Linked DNA regions of Hordeum vulgare: region 2 is linked to region 1. The links are chromatin contacts, called in public Hi-C maps. All regions are on one chromosome and are shown on one strand. The core of a region is the stretch at or near the end of the contact, and the rest is flanking DNA. Distances in the headings are between cores, read along the strand shown. Region 1 holds the start of LOC123440113. Region 2 overlaps LOC123444148 (zinc finger protein BRUTUS-like).

What was found. A called contact is a pair of places that touch in the nucleus more often than the background predicts.
Region 2: a contact with region 1 is called in a Hi-C map of seedling, with 5 times the contacts expected there. The contact joins the enhancer-like site here to the promoter of LOC123440113 in region 1. A contact is called at or near these places in 2 of 6 Hi-C or Micro-C datasets (leaf and seedling) and 1 of 1 datasets of contacts at active chromatin or transcription factors (embryo).

Annotation. Positions count from the first base shown.
Region 1 is chr3H:441,269,991-441,273,609 of MorexV3_pseudomolecules_assembly, forward strand. It overlaps LOC123440113, which reads right to left and starts at 1,629. Exons shown (of 3, transcript XM_045116691.1): 1 at 1,088-1,629; 2 at 936-995; 3 at 423-845. The coding sequence starts at 1,618. The coding sequence ends at 840.
Region 2 is chr3H:441,715,472-441,719,090 of MorexV3_pseudomolecules_assembly, forward strand. It overlaps LOC123444148 (zinc finger protein BRUTUS-like), which reads right to left. Exons shown (of 14, transcript XM_045120772.1): 13 at 3,076-3,147; 14 at 2,541-3,000. The coding sequence ends at 2,866. Among protein-coding and RNA genes, the nearest start is that of LOC123444148, 14 kb to the right of the region's middle. Within about 2 kb of position 2,045, at least 1 of the 3 cell types and tissues checked has open chromatin away from gene starts, as enhancers often do. A contact at or near this core is called in seedling, where this site is marked.

The DNA.
Region 1 (3,619 bases), core at 379-2,878:
CTTCTTTCCATGCTATGCAAGTATACAGTGCATTTATTATTTTACGTTTGCTAGGCCGATTCAAAAGTATGCAATCATAGCAAGCAAATATAGACTTGCACAAGAGTACTTAGACACCTCAGAGCGACAATAAGAAGCAGAATTGAACTGCTTTCCTACAATTTCACAGAAGAAACCTTCACATATTAATGACCATGTACATAACAGGACAATTACACCCCACCTAAGGATCATAACCTTCATAAATTTTTAGCAATCCAACAGGTCCAGCAACCCAAATTCCTTTACTTTACCTACTGAGAAACTACATCCCAACATATCAACAGAAGAGATAATTCACTGTACCTTATCTAAAACATCCACAATAACACCACTTGTGGATTATGACATTGGCATTTTTACCAATCAGAGAAGAGAAGAAATGCGACCAATGCACAAGAACACTTAAAACATCTCAACGCTACAATGAAGCAAAATTGAACTGTTACCTACAATTTCATAAAAAAAAAAAAAGACCTTCATAGACCATTAACCATGTACATAACAGGACTGTTACACCCCACTAAGGATCATAACCTTGGTACAATTAGCAATCCTACAAGCCCCATAACCAAATTCCTTAACTTTAACTACTCACCAACTCCATCGCAACACATCATCTAAAGAGATACTACTATACTGAACTTCATCTAAAATGTTCCACCATAACACAGTTCTGAGTTATGAAGCAGAGATTTTTAGCCATTCGCATAAGAAAGAAACGCGATCAGAACATCGGAGAACAAAAGAGATGATCACATCTGAATCCCTTCCCATTTGAATCTTCGCCATATCAGCATTCACCTCTGCGAGAAAACAGGCGCATCTTCAGAGCCAAACCAAAAAAAAAGGGGACGGAATTGCAATAACAAATCAAACGATCCCTTGTTCCTTACCTCCTCGATCTTGTACGAGTCCGGCGTCACATCCACTAGGCACAATCCAGGGCACAGCGACTGCAATTCGAAAAAGAATCAAAAAACGCGAATAAGAAGCCAAATTCAAACACCGAAAACTTGGCAATTACAAACGCAGGTCCGATCCTTACATCGAGCTGTCGCTGCACCGGGCGAGGGCGCTTCTTGGGCCGGCGCGGGGGCCGCGTACCGCGGAAGAAGACGAAGTCCTGGGCGATCTCCTCCTTGGACAGCACGATGGAAAACACCCGCTTCTTGGTCTCCGCAGGCCGCGCCGGCGCATGCTCCGCCGCAGCATCGGCCGCGGCTTCCGGTACGGAAGCACCTGGCGCGGCAGTGGCGGAGCGACGGGTGCGGAGGTTCCATGGCCGCTGAGGGGGGCGTTGGGGCGAACCGCTTCCGGCGCCGCCATCCGTGGAACGGCGAGCCTTCTCCTTGTCCGGGGACGGGGTGTCAGGAGGCGGGGGCGGAGGCGCCGAGGCGGGGCTCTTGGAGCATCGGAGGAGGCGGTGGGTGCCCCAGCTGAGCGTGGGGAAGGAGAAGCTGTGGAGCCGCGTGCGGTGCGGCTGCGCGGGAGCCGGGGCGTCCGAGGGAGACGGCGAGAGGTTTGCGACGCGGCGGCGGTCGTGGTCGTCGTCTGCTGCGGCGGCCATGAAGACCATAGGAGGGAGGGAGGGAGGGGCGGGCGGCTAGCGCGTGGGAGGAGGGAGGGAGGGAGGGAGGGAAAGAAGGGGGCGGAAGGAAGCGAGGAAGGCGAGACGGGGGGGATGAGGACTAGGGAGAAAGAAAGGTGGGATTTTTAAAACGGGGAAAGGGCAGTTTCTTCCTTTGTTTTCCGGAGTACTCCTGCCTGGGATTATTTTGGGTGTAATTCTAATTCGCTGCGGGGCTCCTTCCAGAGAATTGCGTGTGCGTTGGAGGTAGGTCTCTCGCCCTCGCCCTCGCCCTCGCCTTTGGTGTGACGCACGGCGGATGTGGCGCGAGAGGGCGGCGGTCGCCTTCCTTCCTCCCCCACTCTCTCTCTCTCCCCGTCGGGTGCGGGGGTTAACGGACGTGGTGGTGGTGCCATCACGTGTTCGCGGGTAGCGGCGGGCCGAGCCGCCGCCATCAGACATTCAGACGTAACGCCGTGGCCCACGTATCCAGCCCATCCTGTCTCTCGATCGGTGCCTCTTTCGGTCTTTTTTTTTAGGGAAAATTGTATTTGCCGCTGAAACCTGTGCCGAGACGTTCGCACAGAGCGGGCGGGAGATTGGGCAGGCCCAGTAGCGAGGGTGCCGGTTTTGGAAACCTTCTAGAGGTTTCAACCGATTTTTTTCGGTTTTGGGAAACTTTTAGAAGGTTTCCTGAACCGTTTTTTTTATTTTTCTGTTTTTCCTGTTTTTTTTTTCTGTTTCTGTTTTAAAATTGTTCTGGATTTTGAAAAAATGTTCTGGAATTTGGAAAAATGATTTGGAATATGAAAAAATGTTCTGGAATTTTAAAAAATATTCAAGATTTTAGAAAAATGTCCCGGAATTTGTAAAAATGTTTCAGGTTTTGAAAAAATGTTTCAGAATTTGAAAAATAAAATCTTCCCGAATTTAAAAAATATTTCGGAATTTAAAAATGTTCAAGATTTTGAAAAAATGTTCCGGATTTTGAAAAAATACTCTGGAATTTGAAAAAATGTTCCATAATTTAAAAAATGTTCCGAAATGTAAAAGATATTATGGAATTCAAAAAATGTTCTGAAATTTCAAAAATTGTTATTCAAATTCGAAAAATGTTTATTGCTTTTAGAAAAATGTTCTAGATTTTCAAAAAAATATTCTGGGTTTCAAAAAAAAAAGCAGAAAAGGAAAAAAACTACATTCATTGTGCACCTACTAGGCCGGCCCAGTCGGGGGGTCGCCCTGTGCGAAGCCCCAACTGGTTGCCGCAGTGAGCGGCGAATAGGAGGTCCCTTTTTTAGGTGCTTTATTCAAAAATTTAAAGTTCGAAATCTCATCCGAAATTATATCAAGGACATAGTTCGGGGTGTCCCAAACCAAATCTTACAAGGTTCATCATCTATATTTACTTTGGACAGACATATCCACACAATTCGTTCCTACCTGGTTGCTATCATCCCCGTCTATGCAATAGTTATTGAGCCTAATAACCAACTAAACCACCTTCTATTATTATCTATTATAGATAAGCAATGTTATTTTAACCTCTCTTATTTTTGTCATATCAGAAAAAATAATAAAGTTTGGCTTGATAATTTTGGCATACCAGCATGATAAATATAGTATGAGTAACATGATAATTATACCATAATAAGGCTAGTAACTACAGTACGTGAAGGTTAAATCATGGGACAGTATGGTAATTTAACACATAAATTACCGATGAATTATTTAAAAAAAAAATTCCTTGGACAAAAGATACCATGGTGTTTAAACATACTCCCTTCATTTTTGTATACAAGACCACAAACTCATATTACAAGTACCAAGACAAAAGTTAATGTCTAAGTCAATGTTTCAAGACAATTTGTTTCCTTGTTTTCCATGTAAATTAATGTATATTTTTTTCTCATGCACATCAAGCCAATGATCTCACTCTCGCATGCATGCAAGGGATGATTAATGTCCTCCTTTGTTAGCATTACGAGACAAACACCATTAATATTGCAT
Region 2 (3,619 bases), core at 795-3,294, 450 kb after region 1:
AAGCTTCTTCCTCTTCTACATCTTGTTCAGACATCAAGTTCAAATCGATGGCATCAACATGTTGAGCTGTGTCCTCCTCTTGAGCCATCAAGTTCAAATCGATGGCATCACCGTGTTGAGCTTTGTCCTCCTCTTCAGCCATCAAGTTCAAATCGATGACTTCACCGTGTTGAGCTTCATCCTCCTCTTTAGCCATCAAGTTCAAATCGATGGCATCACCGTGTTGAGCTTCGTCCTCCTCTTCAGCCATCAAGTTCAAATCCATAGTTCTCCTGTATGTACTCACGACAAGAGTATACATAAGATGAATGGTTGGCATATAATCATAACAAGAGTACACAGGAAAATGAGTATATAAGGCTGCCATGGTAGCCATTTCAAGAAATGGGTACTAGTTGTGGTGAATGGGTCAAGTTGTGCTAGTTAGGTCTCAAACCATGACAAAATTGGGCCAGTTGTGGTGAATGGGTCAAGTTGTGCTAGTTACTCTGAAATCATGACAAAATGAGTCAAAATTTGACATTTCTGAATTTAGTCAGCGCTTATAGCAAAATGTAGATTAAGGAACTACTCCTATGGGATTATAAATTGAGTGCTTTTCAAAGCCGATTACTCCTATGGGATTATAAATTAAGTAACTACTCGTATGGGATTATCCCAGCTTAAGTTACACATCACAAATATTCCATTTTTGTTGTTGTCTTCAAAATCTTTGATGTTGTCATTTAAAATTCAGTTAGTTGTCACATGTGAATCGTGACACTTATATTCATTCTCTCTTTACTTCATTGACATTTATATCATTCCATTGACACTTATAATGACACATTTATATCATTCCATTGACACTTATAGCAAGTTAGCAAATCATGCAATCTATAAATTGTGTGACAAAATCATGCAATCTGAACAAAATGACTGACCATTACAACCTTTACATGCTCTCTTTATTTACATGCAAAGAGGATCAAATTATATGAACATTACAATCTGTTGTGTGACCATTAAGAAAATTGACCCATCAACTAGAATACTCCTACATCAAACTACTACACCTGAATTTTTTTTGCTCTAACAAAATTTGATCTGAGGCAAGCAGTGGATCTAACTGATTTTTTTTTGCAAGCACTCGCTTTAGTAACAATGTTTTCTGTTTTCAGTTTTTGCAACCAGTGGCTCTAACAGAAATTGATCTGATCGCTATTCTTTTTAACAGTTTTCCGTCTTTAAAGCTTTAGTAACAATGTTTCTAAATACCCATGTTAAATGAGAACAAGCTGACTGAATTAACACAGACACATCAGCTAACTGAACATATCATTGTTGCTTTGTTGATCTTTAGTAACAATCTTGCGTTGTTTCATCACATACTTCTTGTATTGTCGCTGCTATTTGTCATGTTGTTCATCTGATTCTTAACTCTTGATTCAACACAGGAGGTGATGACACCCGATGTTGCTGCCAATCAACAAATTGTTTGTTTATAAACATAATGTAAACAGAAGATTGTTTGTCTATTAACAACAGATTATTAGAAATGATTTGTAAGCATGCTATTATTAGAAATGATTTATAAACATACTGTAAATATGGCCAAATATGCAGATTGTTAACAGCAATTTGTTTCCAAACATGGCCAAGTATGCAGATTGTTAACAACAATTTGTTCCCAAAATTGTTAACAACTCAGAAGGCAAGGCAGTGTACTACAAGCAGCAGTAGAGGCAGGGTAAAGAAGGCCGACAAGAAGCGGGCGAATTGGTGTGGGCCGCCAGCAGCAATAGTTGTCGACGGCGGGAGGGGATTGATGATGGCGATAGCAAGCAACCGCAACCGTAGAAGGAAGCGACGATCGGCGACTTGCCCAAATCCTGCAGCGGCGACCGCAGGCGCGAGGAAGCAGCTGAGGACGCGATTAGGGCGATGAGGGAGGCGTCGTCCGCCGTGGAGGCAAACGCGATCGCCTCCGTGCAAGCGATGACACAGCTCACGCCTTCCTACGAACAGCATAGATAAGCAGGGGCATCGCAGCGATGCAGGTGGACGATGTCACGCTAGGCCCAACAATGGCTCAGCCTAGTTCGTGCCACAGGCAACAATGGAAAGGAAGGAGAGAGGATAATTAGTATCAGGTTTAAAATTTAGAGGTGACATGTTTTTCAAACAAAGGGAGTATCTTTTAGATTTTAATATAAATGGATATATATAATTGTATTTAAAGTATAGATTCACTTGTTTTTGCTTAGTATGTACTCCCTCCGTTCCTAAATATAAGACCTTTTAGAGATTGTACTATAAACTACATACGAATGTACATAGACATATTTTAAAATACAGATTCACTCATTTTGCTCCGTATGTAGTCTCCTAGTGAAATTCCTAAAAGGTCTTATATTTTGAAACGGAGGGAGCAGCTTATACTGAAATCTTTAAAAGAACTTATATTTAGGAATTGAAATTTCTAAAAGGACTTATATTTAGAAATGGATGGAGTACTTTTTTAACATGAAATAGATGTGCATACGAGGAACATAAGAATCTTGCGCAAAAACAATCTTTTGAAACCGTTGAACAACACGGAAGGCTGGACCTGATCGGTCTTTGCGTATAGTGTACACTTGTATACTGTAATATACTTTGGCCTGGATGCTAAGCCTTTAGGGCAGGCAGGATGCACCTGACAGGATGAAGGTCAGGCCCATGTCCATTTTTACAGATTATAGCACTAGACCTAGTAAATTGCACGCTATGCTTGACAAAAATGACTGGCTATGGGATGAAATAATATGGTAGCTATTCTACACAAGATTCTGTAAGACTATATTTACAAGAGACAAAACTAGAAAAGAAAGAATATTCCCCTCGCTAGTTTGGGGTAGAACAATCTGCCGTATCAGTCTTGATAACTCTGGTATTGTAAGAACCACAGGAGCCGCATTTGTGGTACAGCCAATGAAATTGAGATCTCCCTTTTCTTTCACAGTCATTACAAAGAATATCCTGTATGAATAATGAAACAGAATATAAATACAACAGCATATGAAAATAATGAAACCAAGAACAGAAAGTGAATACCTGACACCTATCACGGTATTCCTCAGGAAGCTCTTCGGCAGCCAACAACGCATCAAGCATGCCAAAGTACACCTGTACATAGGCAAATGCAGAAATAAATATTAGTTCAATACGAATCATGTATGTGCTTACAAAATTTAGACAAGCAGCTCACAAGTAACAATCCTTATATTGTGGATATTTTAAGCCACGCAAATAGATTTGTTACATCTACAGCATGTAGCCCACACTCAAGGAATAACTGACCACAGAAGAACATGTCCCTACTATTTTGAGACTACCATGGTAACATTAAAGTATTGGACAAATAGTTTCACAGGAGCTAACTGACCGGAAGCTAGATTTCAAACAAATCAAAATAGAACTGGCAGTTTTCAATTGGCATCTCACATAATGGCAACAATTTAAAATGCTTCCTCTTCTTTTTTCAGATACCAATACCACTGAAGTTTGTGTACATTATATTCAGTCACTCAACATGACTCGAGCAAAATGTCCAACTGTGTATTCCCCAAATACCAAAACAGACTTCAGTTTGCATCTT